2 separate regions of the Mus musculus genome follow, and region 2 is linked to region 1. The links are chromatin contacts, called in public Hi-C maps. All regions are on one chromosome and are shown on one strand. Each heading gives the region's core, a stretch centred on a gene start, on an enhancer-like site or on the middle of the called end of the contact. The rest is flanking DNA. Distances are from core to core; before and after follow the strand shown.

Region 1 (6,533 bases), core at 1,885-4,384:
AACAGACACTTATACTTGCATTTACACCTTCATTTCCTTTGTGCTTGTAACGTGCGATCTCTCCACGGAGCTCCGGTTTCTGGGAGCCTCTCGCCACAAAAGCAGTCACACACGGGAAATGTTCCCGAGAGTGTGAGGTCCTGGCTGACGAAGTCATAAAGAGCAATGAAGGCATTCCTAGGTATGTTTGTTTCCTTCCCCATTGCTGTGATAATATGCTCCGACAAAGCAGTTAAAGGTAGAAAGGGTCACGTTTAGCTCACAACCCCAGGTTTACGGTCTGTCAATATAGGGGGAAGCGCATCCTCTTTCCAAGGAACTGGCGCCGCCCACAGCAGACAGGGCTTCCCACCCCAGGGAACAAGGAATCAAGACAACTCCCCTTACATGCCCCTAGGACACCTTGATCTACACAATCCTTCCTTGAGACTCTTCCCAGGCCACTCTAGACTGTGACAAGTAAACAACTGAGTAACCATCACATTTGTTATTTAAACAATGACAACATCATCTAGACTCCAGAAGAAAGACACAGACGACTCTGTGGAAGGAATGTCTAAGAATTTCTGGTCCTCATGTATTAACTCAGACAAAGAAATGGCCACCACATTTATCATCCTAGAGCTACAGAGCGTATTGGGACAGTGTAAACTCATCCTCCGTTGGGCAGAATTAAATATAAGAAAACTTTTCCTCAGGCTACACAAACATAAAGTTTCTTTTCATTTCTGTTCTTTGTGCATCTGTTCCCTTGGAAGAAGCTTTGATAGGAGCTCTGGTTGTCTTCTGGAGGTTTTTTGACCTGTAAGATTATTTGACCAGATTGCTTCTGTCCCTCATCACCCAGCTATCACCCAAGCAGATGATATGTTATTGTTCTTTTGAAGTACAACTGGATTTTAACATGTTCCATTTAGTACAGGTGCATGCTACCTGTAATTGTATATGAAACGTTTTCCTCCAAGAAATACCTATGTGTTGGAGGAACATTTCATTGGAACATGCTGTTAATATTGGGGGTGGGGGGGCACTAGAGTGCCCATGCCCTCTCTGCTGATGAGAACTCACGAGGTAGGCTATTCCAGCAGCTTCCAGGCAGCAGACCTTTGAGCCCATATGGCAGACTTGTGGCAGCCAGTGAACACTCCCCTTTGTCACACTGAGCTGAAAGTGCTCAGCAATGTGTTTCACATGCCCTCAGGAGCCTCTCTTTCTGCCATGTATTTTTGTGATCTAGTGAACTGTTTGAAGCCCTAACGTTAGGCGAAATGTATGTAAGGGGTAGCTCGCTGTGAGGGAGGCCAAGACACACAGGAAGCAGATCCTGCTGGTGATAACACACAGGGTTCCCAGCAGCTGAGGGCCCTCTGAAGAAAAGGTCAGGGTAACAGATGGGGAAGACTAGCAGGAAATTAGGGTCTAAGTCTTCCTGACATTCTGAAGGGCATCGCAAGGCATCCCTGCAGAATTGCCCAACATTTGTCAGAGAAATTTCTAGAAGCAGCTAAGGTTAGTATGTGTCGTAGCTTCTACTTACTTAATAACATAGAAGAAAGCCTGGCACTGCCAGGTCAGGGACGCATCTTCCTGTGGGCCACATCCTTAGGGCCAGACGTGAGGAGAGGAGTCCCCGTAGCACACTGCACAGACGTGAGGAGAGGAGTCCCCGTAGCACACTGCACAGACGTGAGGAGAGGAGTCCCCGTAGCACACTGCACAGATGTGAGGAGAGGAGTCCCCGTAGCACACTGCACAGACGTGAGGAGAGGAGTCCCCGTAGCACACTGCACAGACGTGAGGAGAGGAGTCCCCGTAGCACACTGCACACCTCTACGTTCTAGGTGGGTTCTGATCAGGAACAGAGAAATGGAATTGGTTTTCTCACAGCATTTTCCCTCTATTGTTTGAGTTGGCTTTAGCTTTTGAAAAGGCTGTATTACAGTGTTGACTCACCTTAAGCTTCTATGAGGAAGATGTCCAGGTATTTTGTAGATGAGATTGTACAAGCCAGCGTGTCTTCCTCACCTCCATGCTAGCATCGAGTCTGGAGTCTGGCCCCAGCTGTGCAGAGCAGCATTGACTTATGTTTATGGGGCTCTTACTATGCAGGCACAATAAAGTGCTTTTCATTATCTCCAGACATCTTTATAACAAACCTATGGGGTAGTTACTTATATTGTCTCTGCGTTAAGTATTTGGAAAATTACAGAGGCTGGAGAGCTGGCCCAAGGTCTCAGAGGCAGTAAATGGGAAAGCCAGGATCTGTGTTGCTGATGTGGAGTGATGTCAGATACTGAATACAGAACTGAGACATCAGACATCACTTCCAGGGTGGGCTGTATTCACAGATGTTATAGGAATGGGTGAGCAGGTGAGTGAATGAATGAATGAATGAATGAGTGAGTGAATGAATGAATGAATGGTGTATTTGTAAGTTTGTGAAGCTGTCAATAACCAATGGTGATGTAAAGCCCAATGCTTGATCATCATTCAGTCTTGATGTTCAGTGGAATTTTTTTTTAAACTATGATTTCACAACTTTAGGTTTCCATAAACTGTCCTTGGAGACACCAAGGCATAGCAGTCCTTTTGTTCAGCGTTGGTAGTCATGCCTGATTTTCAAATATCAAAATGCTAACAACAACCTCAAATTTTAAATTAGGTAGTAGCCCATTCCTAAAAGGAGTGCCCTGAGTGAGGACAGCCCTGGGGAGTGTGATATCCATCAGTGACAGATATCACTGGATTGAACGTAAAATATTTTTTCCTGTCCTAGGGATTGAACCCCGGGCCTTGTGCCTGCTGAGCAAGCACCTTCCCATTGAGCTACGTCCCAGACCACACTCGGACGCTGTATTACTATCCTTACAGTGCTTTTCCCCCTCCATTGTGAGGTTGGTACTATGCCAAATATGAACATTGCATGAGCCTGGATGTCAGAAACAGGAAGCCCATCTATCTAACCAACCGTTATCCCAAGGACATAGCCAGAAATAAATTGTTATAAGTCACCCAGGACTTGAGTCATTTGTTACCCCAGCATGCTTAACCTGAGCTCACTAACAAACTATGAATGCCTGAGGACACCCTGGCAATGTAAGGCACAGGAGCACTTCTCAGCCTCCCCCAGCAGGGGGAGAGCTTGAGCAGTGACGTCATCTCTGAGACTCGCAGAAGAGGTTCAGTCCCATCAGGAAGCAGGCCTCCTTTGAAGGTGCTGTTTTCCTCCTGTGACAGAAAAAGAATCTGCCCCTTCTGATATCATTTCTTCTCTCTCAAGTCTACCATGGCTTTGGGAAATCGGGCCCAGACAGCCCTGCCTCAGCTCAAAAGTTAGTTCACCTATTCTATTTCCGTCTGTTTCAAATATTTGCCTTCCAGTTAATTTCCTTTGTAGGAAAGGTTCTCCTCCCCAAATGATTTAACATTCTCACCTCAGATGAGGCTCCCACAGAATTTCAAATATTTAGGAATATTTCTTGTTACGCTTTTGTATCATGGTTGGATCTGTCCTCAGCTCTACTTTTGCTTTCTGGGCATGCAGCAAAAAGAGTCTTGGCTCCTGAGAAAAATATCCGTGTAGGCTATGTTTTGCCCACAGGCACTGCATAAACTTTATTTAGAGCCCTGGGTGTAGAGATGTCCTGTGTCAACACTGAAATTTAATTACTGCTGTGGACTTAAAATCCATCTACCTTCTTGCATCGTGGAGTGAATACTACCTCTTATGTGTGTTCGTTCTCCTTCATGCTTTCCAAGAGTGGGCTACGGTCTTTTTAAGCAAAGCACCTACCTGGTCCTCTCTTCCAAACAAATGGGATAAACTCTGAGTTTTGCAACTGTGTTTTCTTTGTATTATGAAGAAGAAATATTGTCTCCCGTAGCTCTGTGTACACATCCCAGTAGGCTCCGCCTCTCTGCTGTTGCTCCGCCTCTCCGCTGTTCCGTTATCTTTCATTCCGGTCGTCGGTGATATTGCTCAGCACTAGGATCTGTAAAGCACTGTCAAGCGAGCCCATTATTTTAAACTCAGGTTAAGGTAAGGACTTTAGATTTATAGACACCCACTACAGTTTCATTAAGCACAGTAGACATCTAATTCCTCTCTCTCTTTAAGTAAGAGGCTTTGTATTTTATAATGTTACATTAATCCATGTTTTAATATTCTCTCAAAATGTGTGTGTTCTCCATGTGCTGTTTGCTGTCTTTGTCAAAGTCGATGAACGCGATACAGCGGTGCCCACCTTCTGGGCCCCGGGGAGTAAGTAAATAGATGCTGTTAAGAACAGATCTGTCTATGGTGGGGTTTGCTGTTCCTATTTCTCTGTAGGATTTTGATTTCATTTAAAATGAATGGCATAAATCCCACGTCTGGAAACTAATAGAATTTCTACATTTACCTACTGATCCATAACCTTTAAGTCAGTCGATGTGTCAGTTTGCAGTCAGTGAGGCGCATGAAGAAATGCTTTAAAACTGAAATCAAACCATTTCTGTTCTCCTCCAGACACCTGATATGAAGGCTAGTTTGGGAGGCTTATTTTGGAATGATTTCAGATTAGTCCTGATAAGTGACACACAATAAGCTGTAGGAAGAAGATACGGCTCCCTAAATGAGAAGAGACAGGGAGACAAATCTTCCTGATGGAAGGTGGAGGCTAGTCTGAGGGGCTCGAGGACTGTGCCACAGTAGTCTTGGTCATCACAGGTACACTTACCTGTCTGACACTGGCTAGATCCCCAGGAGATATGAATGTTGTCCTCAACTCCTGGGTGTCCAGAGCTCTGACTGTGGTCTTGAGATACCACACCAAAGATGGTCTGTCAATCTGAGATCCTGCTATGAATGGGGAAGTATTCACTGCTCTGTTCCGGGCCACTGCTCTGGCCCTGGGCTGTCTGAGGCAGTATGGTACATTGAACACTTGCATGCAAAGAAGTAAGTTCAAGCCATATTCCTGGGCTTCCTGGCCAAGATGCTCTGGACCAATAATTTAATCTCTAAATCTGTCCTCTGTACTGGTGATTGGAAGAGATTATATGACACCATCCAGATCAGACTCTAGGCCTATAGGGCTTAGATACGGAAAGTCTGTAGCAAGACTAGCCCTCGGATACTCTAGTTTAGATCTCCTGAGCATTAGTGGGCTGAGAAAAGTGGCATGTGGTTAGCAAGATCCTGATAGGGGCTTGGTGAAAGGCATGCTCACACCACCAGCAGCGGCAGAAGGCAGACCCTGCCTCCTCACTAGCTTCCTGGAAATGTCCTAGAGTGTGTCTACTGGGCCCCAAGGCATCTGGAGGGCCCAAGGGGAACATTAGCAGGGAACCCCAGCGTAAGCAGAGTGCCACAGAGGTTTGCCACACCGCAGGCTTTCTCTGTTCGAGCCACATCTGCTCTGCTCCTTGCTAGGTAAGATGCCATTCCAGAGCCCGTCTCTCTTTGTACCCTGTGAGCCCTGAAAGGCATCCTGGGAAGAGTGAGGAGCTAAGGGCTGGGGCATTTTTCTTTCACATCTTCCTTTCTCCCTTTCTCTGGCCCTTTCACTCTTCCCCTCCCTTCTTTCCTTTCTTTAATTTTTGTTAAACAATAGACTTGTCGAAAGGAATACTCCTTTAGAAAGATACAAAGCACTCCAGTCATAACGTTTTGGATGGATTTATATGGAATCAGGTATGCAGCGCCTCCCCTGGCTGGAATTGGGTGTGCAGCGTCTCCCCTAGCCACACCTCCTTCCTCTGGTCCTGCAGATAGATCTCTGCTTACCACCCAGTTCTAACTGCAGCAGAGTAGAAAAATTACTGAGACAGACCCAAAAGAAAAAATAGGAGACTGAGTTTCCATGCTACACCATGTAGCATGCTTGGGATTTGGAGTGGAACACTGTGGTCAGCACATGCTTGCCCACTGGCCATTTCGCCCGACTTCAGATCCGTCACCGTCTCTCAGTCTACTCCCCATCTTGGAAAATGCCATTTCTCTGTCATGCTTGGGTCCGGGTAGTTAGCATGACATGATGTGACTGAGTACATTTTGTGCTGATATCCAGAACATCTGCAGCTAGTTGTTTCATTAAATAAAGGAGGTCTATTTGACTCCAGAGCCTGGCCATGGTGAGGCCCGTGATGGATGGATGGCAAGACCACAGAAGGAGCCTGTGCAAGGATCTAGTCTGTAGAATCCTTTCAGGACCGATGTGTTCATTGCTTACTGATTTATTCCAGGAGGCTTCTTAGGATTTCTGTCATTTCCATAACTAACTCCAGGTACTAAATTACTTGCAGAAATTTCCTCTTGCTCTGGATTCTGACTGATACACTCACGAGACTTTCCAATATGAGCCTATTTCTTTTTTAAAAGGCTTAGTTTATGAGTGTGTGTCTGCGCAGGGTTACATCTGTGTGCCTGCGAGTGCCTGACGAGGCCAGAAGAGAACACTGGATCCTGTAGAACTCAAGCTCCAGGCCGTGAGCTTTTTGATGTTCATGCTAAACTCCAGTCCCCTGAAAGAGTAGAAATGCTCTAACGACAG
Region 2 (6,533 bases), core at 2,677-5,176, 250 kb before region 1:
TTGCCAGCACTGTGATGGCGTTGGCTGCTCCCACTCTGAGGGAGCACCAGGCTGCAGAAGGGACTGGAATGATGTGGATGTTGCAGCTGTGTCCCCTGTATCCCATAGATGGCTCATAACTTCTCAGGCTCCTCTACCATCTCATCATCGCTATCCACAGTGCTACCTCACTGATAGAAGGGTTTATAGTCCACTATTGAGACAGGACAGGAACTCAAGCAAGACCTGAAGCAGCAACCACTGCTTACTGGTTTGCTTTCCAGCTTGCTCTGCCTGCCTTCTTTACAGCTCAGCCAGGCTCTGCCCTCCCTAGGATGGCTGCTGCCTACACTCTTCCTACCAGTCACCAATCAGCAGTCTTTCACAGATATTGCCACAGGACAATCTGACCTGGGCCATTTTTGAATCGAGGTTCCCTGTTTCCAGGTAGTTGTGTCAGGTTGACAATAGAAACTAACCAGCATTATCGACTTCTTACCAACCCGACACACGCACTTAACATTGCCCAAACATAACCTTCTCCTTTTGGTTTGTCCCCAAGATATCCTGGTAATATCATACTGTATCATATTAAATACAATAGAACTTCAAGCATCCCATAGTATTTTAAAAATTCTAATTCAAGACTAAATGGAAAGAGCTGCTCTATGATATTTGGTCAGAGTGTTATCAATTGACATTGAACGTGATTTTAAAAAGCATGTCACCCGTGGGTGCTTTAAAATCTCACGCACATGTTTAAGGGGTGGAGCAAGCAACCAGTTGACAGGGAGCAAACATAATGAAGTAGAAAGGAGGGACACTGAGTTAAGGGTATTTAACAGTGACGAAGGGAGGGAGCTTTTCCCTGCTGGATGTCTGCGGAGTAGGGAGGTCACCTGGGTGCATAGCATCTGGCTCTTGAATCTTCATTTGGTTATTTGAACATCTGGGATTTTGTTTTAAAAATAACTAGATAGGGCAAGGGTCAAGGATCTTGATAGATCAGGATTTGGCTCAGCTTATCCTTGCTCTTTCTGTAGAGATCATGGTAAATGAGGGGGAAAGAGACGTTCTCTGTGGCTGGATTCTGATCTAGTTTCCTGCCATAGGGTAAGTCACTATGGTGGGCTTTTTTTCATGTAGTGTGACATGGTAGGAAGCCATTCCCTGGGGAAAGCCACCTATATAGACCTTTCACATTGGCTGCTTAAGAAGCAAGCACTGATGACCACGGGAGGCGGTAGCATGGCATTTCTGGTTACCAGCTTCATGGCAGACATCTTCCCCAGAGGTGATAAGAGAACCAGAATGTGGTAGAGTTGGGAGGAAGGCTGGGGAAGGGAAGACTGCCCTTTCCCATGATGCTCAGGGAGAAGTCCAGACATCAGAATGCAGCAGCCAAGGACAGGACTGTGCTTTCAGACTCTTACTGACTTAACGAGGCAGAAGTGCCTCTCTTTAATCACAGAGACTCTTAGCCTCAAGTAGACAAAATATGAATACTTTGTATCAGTTCCTGTGACAGACAGGCCCTGCTGGTCTAGTTAGAGATGCACATAACATATTGATGGTGCAATAGAATTTCCTAAATTGTGGTTATTGTAACAATTAAGGAACAAAGCTGACTTTCTTGGCAATAAAAGAACATGCTCACCACATTCAAATAAATGTGTGCTTGTAACTAAGGCAGGCGGGAATGGGTGTTTTATGCTTGGGTATATACGCTTTAGATTTTACATAAGTATATGGAGAGCAATTATATGCAAATGTATTCTCTCAAAACTTTAAACTGATCAACTTAATTGTTAGTTAAAATTTGAGGACTCCCATTTGTGTAATGGTAAATAACAAGTAATTTCGGCTCTTAAGTTGCTTTACAGAAAGAAACAAATTAATGCATACTAAAGATTACTTATTTGACACATACACATTAGATTTGCCGTTTTAAACATTATCATTTTTCCAATGGCTCGAGGGCTTGTATTTGTTCAGTGCAAGAAGTATGATTTTATTTCTTACACAGGTTGTGAGATAGCAACGCTCAGGAAAAAAAACACATTTCAAGACAATACATAACTAAATGCAATCCAGAGGGTTGACATCTCTGAGGGTTGAGATAACTCCAGGGCAATTTTGTGGCATATGAGACAGGTACCATGATGCTTAGTTTTAATTGTTAACTTGACAGAATCTGGAATCACCCATGAAGACAGTCTCCTTGAGGGACTATGAAGATTGTGCTGATGGGCGGCCACACCTGTTTTCCTGTTGGGGTTCACTCAGATGGGAAAACCTGATGTCCACACCGAAGATGGACAGCAACATTTCATTGGCTGGGCCCTGGACTTGATGTATAAATTCATCCTTTCTCTGGCCTTGACTGAGCATGCACTGTGAATATTAGGCTGCATATATGCCTCGACTCTGGGGTGCCCAAACACTGCTCAGGGGCGCAGAACACAGTCCATGATAGGGAGCCCTTGCCTGTTTTTTTTCCCCGATGAGAACCAGCTGGCTCTGGGGTGGCTGCTGTGGTTCCGTCTCCTGTGTACCCAGGGAATTGAGGGGGATTGGGAACGGGTCTGTTGGTCTGCGCTTTTCCTAAGTGTCAGGCAGGAAGTGGACAGGGGTCAAGCCCAGTGACCACACAGCTGTCACTTTTATTCATGCTCTGTTCTGTGACCTTAACATGGAAAAAGCACCCTATGCCAAGGGGTCCAGAAAGGATGCATAATCCTATCATTTTCCAGAGATGGAAATTAAATTCACACTGGGTAACACTGGGCCAGTTTGGCTGGAGTCAGTTATAATCTGCATAGTTATGGAGATATAGACTCTAGCTATGCAGTTACACAGACTATGGAAGATGAAGATGGGAATTATGACCTAGGGTGTGAATGAGATCCTTGGAAAGGGAAAGGTCACATCTATACTAACAAGCAGTAGTACATATATACAGAGAATATGAATATGTGTGTGCGTGTGTGTATCCATACTCACTAACCGCATGCATATCTGCAATACATTCATGAACCTGCACTTACGGAGTGATTTCCACTTTCCTAAATAAAAACACGTGTTGTATGGGCTCATACACACTACTTGATGGTTAAATCATGTAAGTTAGCCTGTTGGGTATAGGTAGTGCCTCCTGTGCCTACCTACCTATTACTTCTCTGTTATGGTCAGCTCTTGCCTGCTGACCAGAGAGCTGACCATTAATTCAGATGACTGATTGGAAAATGAAGCCATTGGCCCAAGGCTCAAGAAGAACCATTCTGAGCCATTTACAGATTTTCATTGTATTTTTCTTTGTAACACTGTTGACCAGAGCTGTATTTTCTTGGGGTGGTAGAATATTTGGAATATGAGTCTCTGGAAATCTTATCATATCCCCAGAGAGAGTGAGACCGAAACTCTGAGAGCAGCAGAAATATGTGGTAGAAGAACCTTGAAGCCTGAGATGAAATTCTAGGTCCAGAGCACAGCCAAGCAGGAAGCCAGCCTCCCCAGTCCTGTGACTTATGTACAGAAACCAATAAACGTTGTTTTCTACTTTGGCTCTTTTTGTTGTTGGCAGGCAAGAGGTGTAGCAATCCCTTGTTGTTTTCTAACTACCCCAGAACCCTGTAGCTCATGTTTGAATAAGTTGCCCCCTGGAGGAGGACAGCAGCCATCTTTCAAAGTCTGAACTCTCAAACCTGTTGGGAGGCCGAGCATCAGAAGTCAGTCAGCTGGGTGGCCTCAGGATGTGCACTGCGGCCTCTGTGCCTAGGGGCATGTTGCTTCCTTGACACAATGATCCTGGAGGGAAGAGAATAAAGACTGCAGAGCCAGACAGCATCTGGACAAGCCTGACCACTTACTGCCTCTCTGGCCATACATACCCAGCTGATAAATCATGCAGTCATAATATAATTAGCAGGTAAAATGGTCTGTATTGCTGAGGCAACAGAAACCCCTAGAGATTGATGCTCACTTTACATATCGCATCTGTTATGGATGAAAGATCCATTAGTACCGTGGTTTTTAATATAGTAATTGTTTCTCTGGGAAGATAGAAGGGAATTTTATTCATTACTGATCTTTAGGTAGAGAAATGCTCATTTGCCAACTGTCATGTTACCATGCTTGAAAGGCACCTATTAGAAATTCAAATATCGTATTTCATATTTCTTCATTTGTGGCAAACAAAGGAAAACAAAACTGTTCACCCATCACGGATACCTTGATTGGAGGATGGAAAATGTGACTGACCTGGGCTCCTGGTGGCATAAAACTTTTGTTTTCCTTGAGTTGATCGTCTGGCTAAGTAGCTTATACAGAAATCATGGATCAAATGGCATTTAAAGGACCACAGGTGCTAGCCAACCCACACGATTTGATGAGTGCTTCTTTTATTCTACCCAAATATGCCAAAGGTCTTAACGAAGTTTGGAAGGAGAAATTCACCAAGGAAGAAACTCACATTCTGGGACAACACCATCAAGAGGTTGGTGACATCCAGGCTGTAATTGGTAAAGGTTGGCTGAGTCTCTTGCCTTGCATAACATAATCATTCCATAGTTGTTAAGAATTGTGAACATTTACATAATTGCAATTGAACAATTGTGTAAGTGTCTGGAAGACAATTTGTCACTACGTAGATGACATTAAATTATGATTTCTCATTTTGCAGAATAATCTATGTGGAGGAAAACATCCAATTCTAAATATTTTGATGCAAAAGTAACCACGCAGTTCCCAAGCCAAGAGCTGTCTGACAAAGCTTGGGAAATGTCACATGGGTTCAAATGGGCTTCTTCACTAATAGACAGTTCCCCCCCTCCCACAGTGGCCATGATTTGAGTGGTGTCCTGAAGGCTTTCACCAGAGGGACTCACCACTGGGAGGCGCTGTGGAGCTTTGGGACATGGATCTCATGAAAGCCTTCAAGTTCTTGGGGTTCTGCTCTTGAAGGAGATTGCTAGCCCAGGTGTGCTCCTCCATTCCTACATCCTTGTGGCCATGCAGTGTGTAGTTTGCTCTGCTGAGGTGGACTGTTAGGGGCCTGAGGTATGGCAGTGCATCATGACAGAACCCGCATGTACCAGTCTTAGATGGGAAGCTCCAAAATAAATAATTGTTTTCTAAAAGTTAGCTACCTTAAGCATTGTATTATTGTAATATGAAGCTGGTGCACCAATTATTTAATACATATTGACCTCAAAGGAAAATGAAATTATGAATTGTGATCTGGTTATACATAGTTTAAGGTAATCTGACATCCTTCTGCTATAAGCCAGGACATGATGAATGAAATAAAAACACATTAGCTAATGCCCAGCAGCCATTGCCTGAAGGAATGGGGCTCACGGGTACCAGCAGCTTAGAGTGGAGAGGAGAGGAGAACCACAGGTGTGTGGCTTCCTGGAGCTGTGTAGGATGAAGTGAGGGGACTGGGAAGCATCAACAGGACAGGGCAGACAGTGAAGCCCTGAGATCCACCCCAGTCCATACACTCACCCAATGCCGGGGACTGAGAGTCTGCAAACGGCACAGGGACAGACAGACAAGGACAGACAGATAGGCGTGTTTCTTCAACATTTGCATTTTGGATAAGAATTATCTGTGAGGATTCAATGCTCTAGGCCCTGGTGGTCTCCAAGTTGGAACTTGACTATGTCCATTTTTCTAGCACCCCAGAAAACTGAGAAACCAACCCAGATCTGGCCCCTGGCCAGAGATAAACTGAGGCCAAGGACATTGAAAAGTCCGGTGGCCTGGACACAAGGGCCCCTCTGCCGCGCCGTCCAGACTCAGGCATGCACGAGAGCAGTGCTGCTTCAGCCTCGTGTGCTGGAGAGCTGCTGTCGTCTGATCCCAGAGTTTCCCCGCCCGGCTGTGGGTTTCCATAATTCACTAGGTGGTTGCTCTGGTGCCTTCTTCAAAGCTGATCAATTCTGAATTCTAGAATGCACCTGGTGACAGAAATAAATAATCCAGACCTGTGCCCAAACTCTAAACTGAAAAAGAATGAATCCAAGTTTGGGAAGCAAGAGTCTAGTAGGGAAAAAATATATATGTATATGTGTACACACACACACACACACACACACACACACACACACACACAGAAATGGCATGAATGTACTTATAAACAAACACCACTGTCACAGTCAATGACAGTGTCTGTGTCCAGAAGTCCATAGTGAGGACAGACTCTTACTGATTTAGCTAATTTTCCAAGGCTCAAGGTCACCTTGGTGACCCTGTGTGGACAAAGGAAGTGACTGAGTTTTTACTGGTCAGCCTTTTCCGGGAAACCTCAGTTCATGAAGTGCCTAAGTTCATGGTCATGGCTGGATGTCCTATGTGCAAAGTCCTGGGTTTGTAAAGAATAAAATACTCCCTCTCCCCAAAGCTGATAACCATTTATATAATGCTATCACATAATAGGTGATAGAGTAACGTAATATGTGGAGGGTTATTTCAACTTTTCAAATTCAGTCCTAGATTTTTGGGACAGTACCTAAGAATATTAACTGTGGCATTTTAAGTCTCTGTTCTAA

What was found. A called contact is a pair of places that touch in the nucleus more often than the background predicts.
Region 2: a Hi-C map of the N1E-115 cell line shows a contact between it and region 1, with 6 times the contacts expected there. The contact joins two enhancer-like sites. A contact is called at or near these places in 18 of 484 Hi-C or Micro-C datasets (the N1E-115 cell line, Th1 cells, cerebellum and 8 more), 4 of 115 datasets of contacts at active chromatin or transcription factors (T-cell acute lymphoblastic leukemia, astrocytes, bone marrow-derived dendritic cells and 1 more) and 2 of 9 other capture datasets (adipose tissue and embryonic stem cells).

The regions. Positions count from the first base shown.
Region 1 is chr3:153,247,387-153,253,919 of GRCm38.p6, reverse strand. All of the region lies in intron 3 of St6galnac3 (ST6 (alpha-N-acetyl-neuraminyl-2,3-beta-galactosyl-1,3)-N-acetylgalactosaminide alpha-2,6-sialyltransferase 3), which reads left to right. Among named protein-coding and RNA genes, the nearest start is that of Gm52634, 5.8 kb to the left of the region's middle. Within about 2 kb of position 3,134, at least 17 of the 459 cell types and tissues checked have an H3K27ac peak or open chromatin away from gene starts, as enhancers often do. A contact at or near this core is called in the N1E-115 cell line, where this site is marked.
Region 2 is chr3:153,500,009-153,506,541 of GRCm38.p6, reverse strand. The region is part of intron 2 of St6galnac3 (ST6 (alpha-N-acetyl-neuraminyl-2,3-beta-galactosyl-1,3)-N-acetylgalactosaminide alpha-2,6-sialyltransferase 3); the gene reads left to right. It overlaps Gm46831 (a long non-coding RNA gene), which reads left to right. Exons shown (of 2, transcript XR_001784043.2): 2 at 1-6,432. Among named protein-coding and RNA genes, the nearest start is that of Gm46831, 6.0 kb to the left of the region's middle. Within about 2 kb of position 3,926, at least 3 of the 459 cell types and tissues checked have an H3K27ac peak or open chromatin away from gene starts, as enhancers often do. A contact at or near this core is called in the N1E-115 cell line, where this site is marked.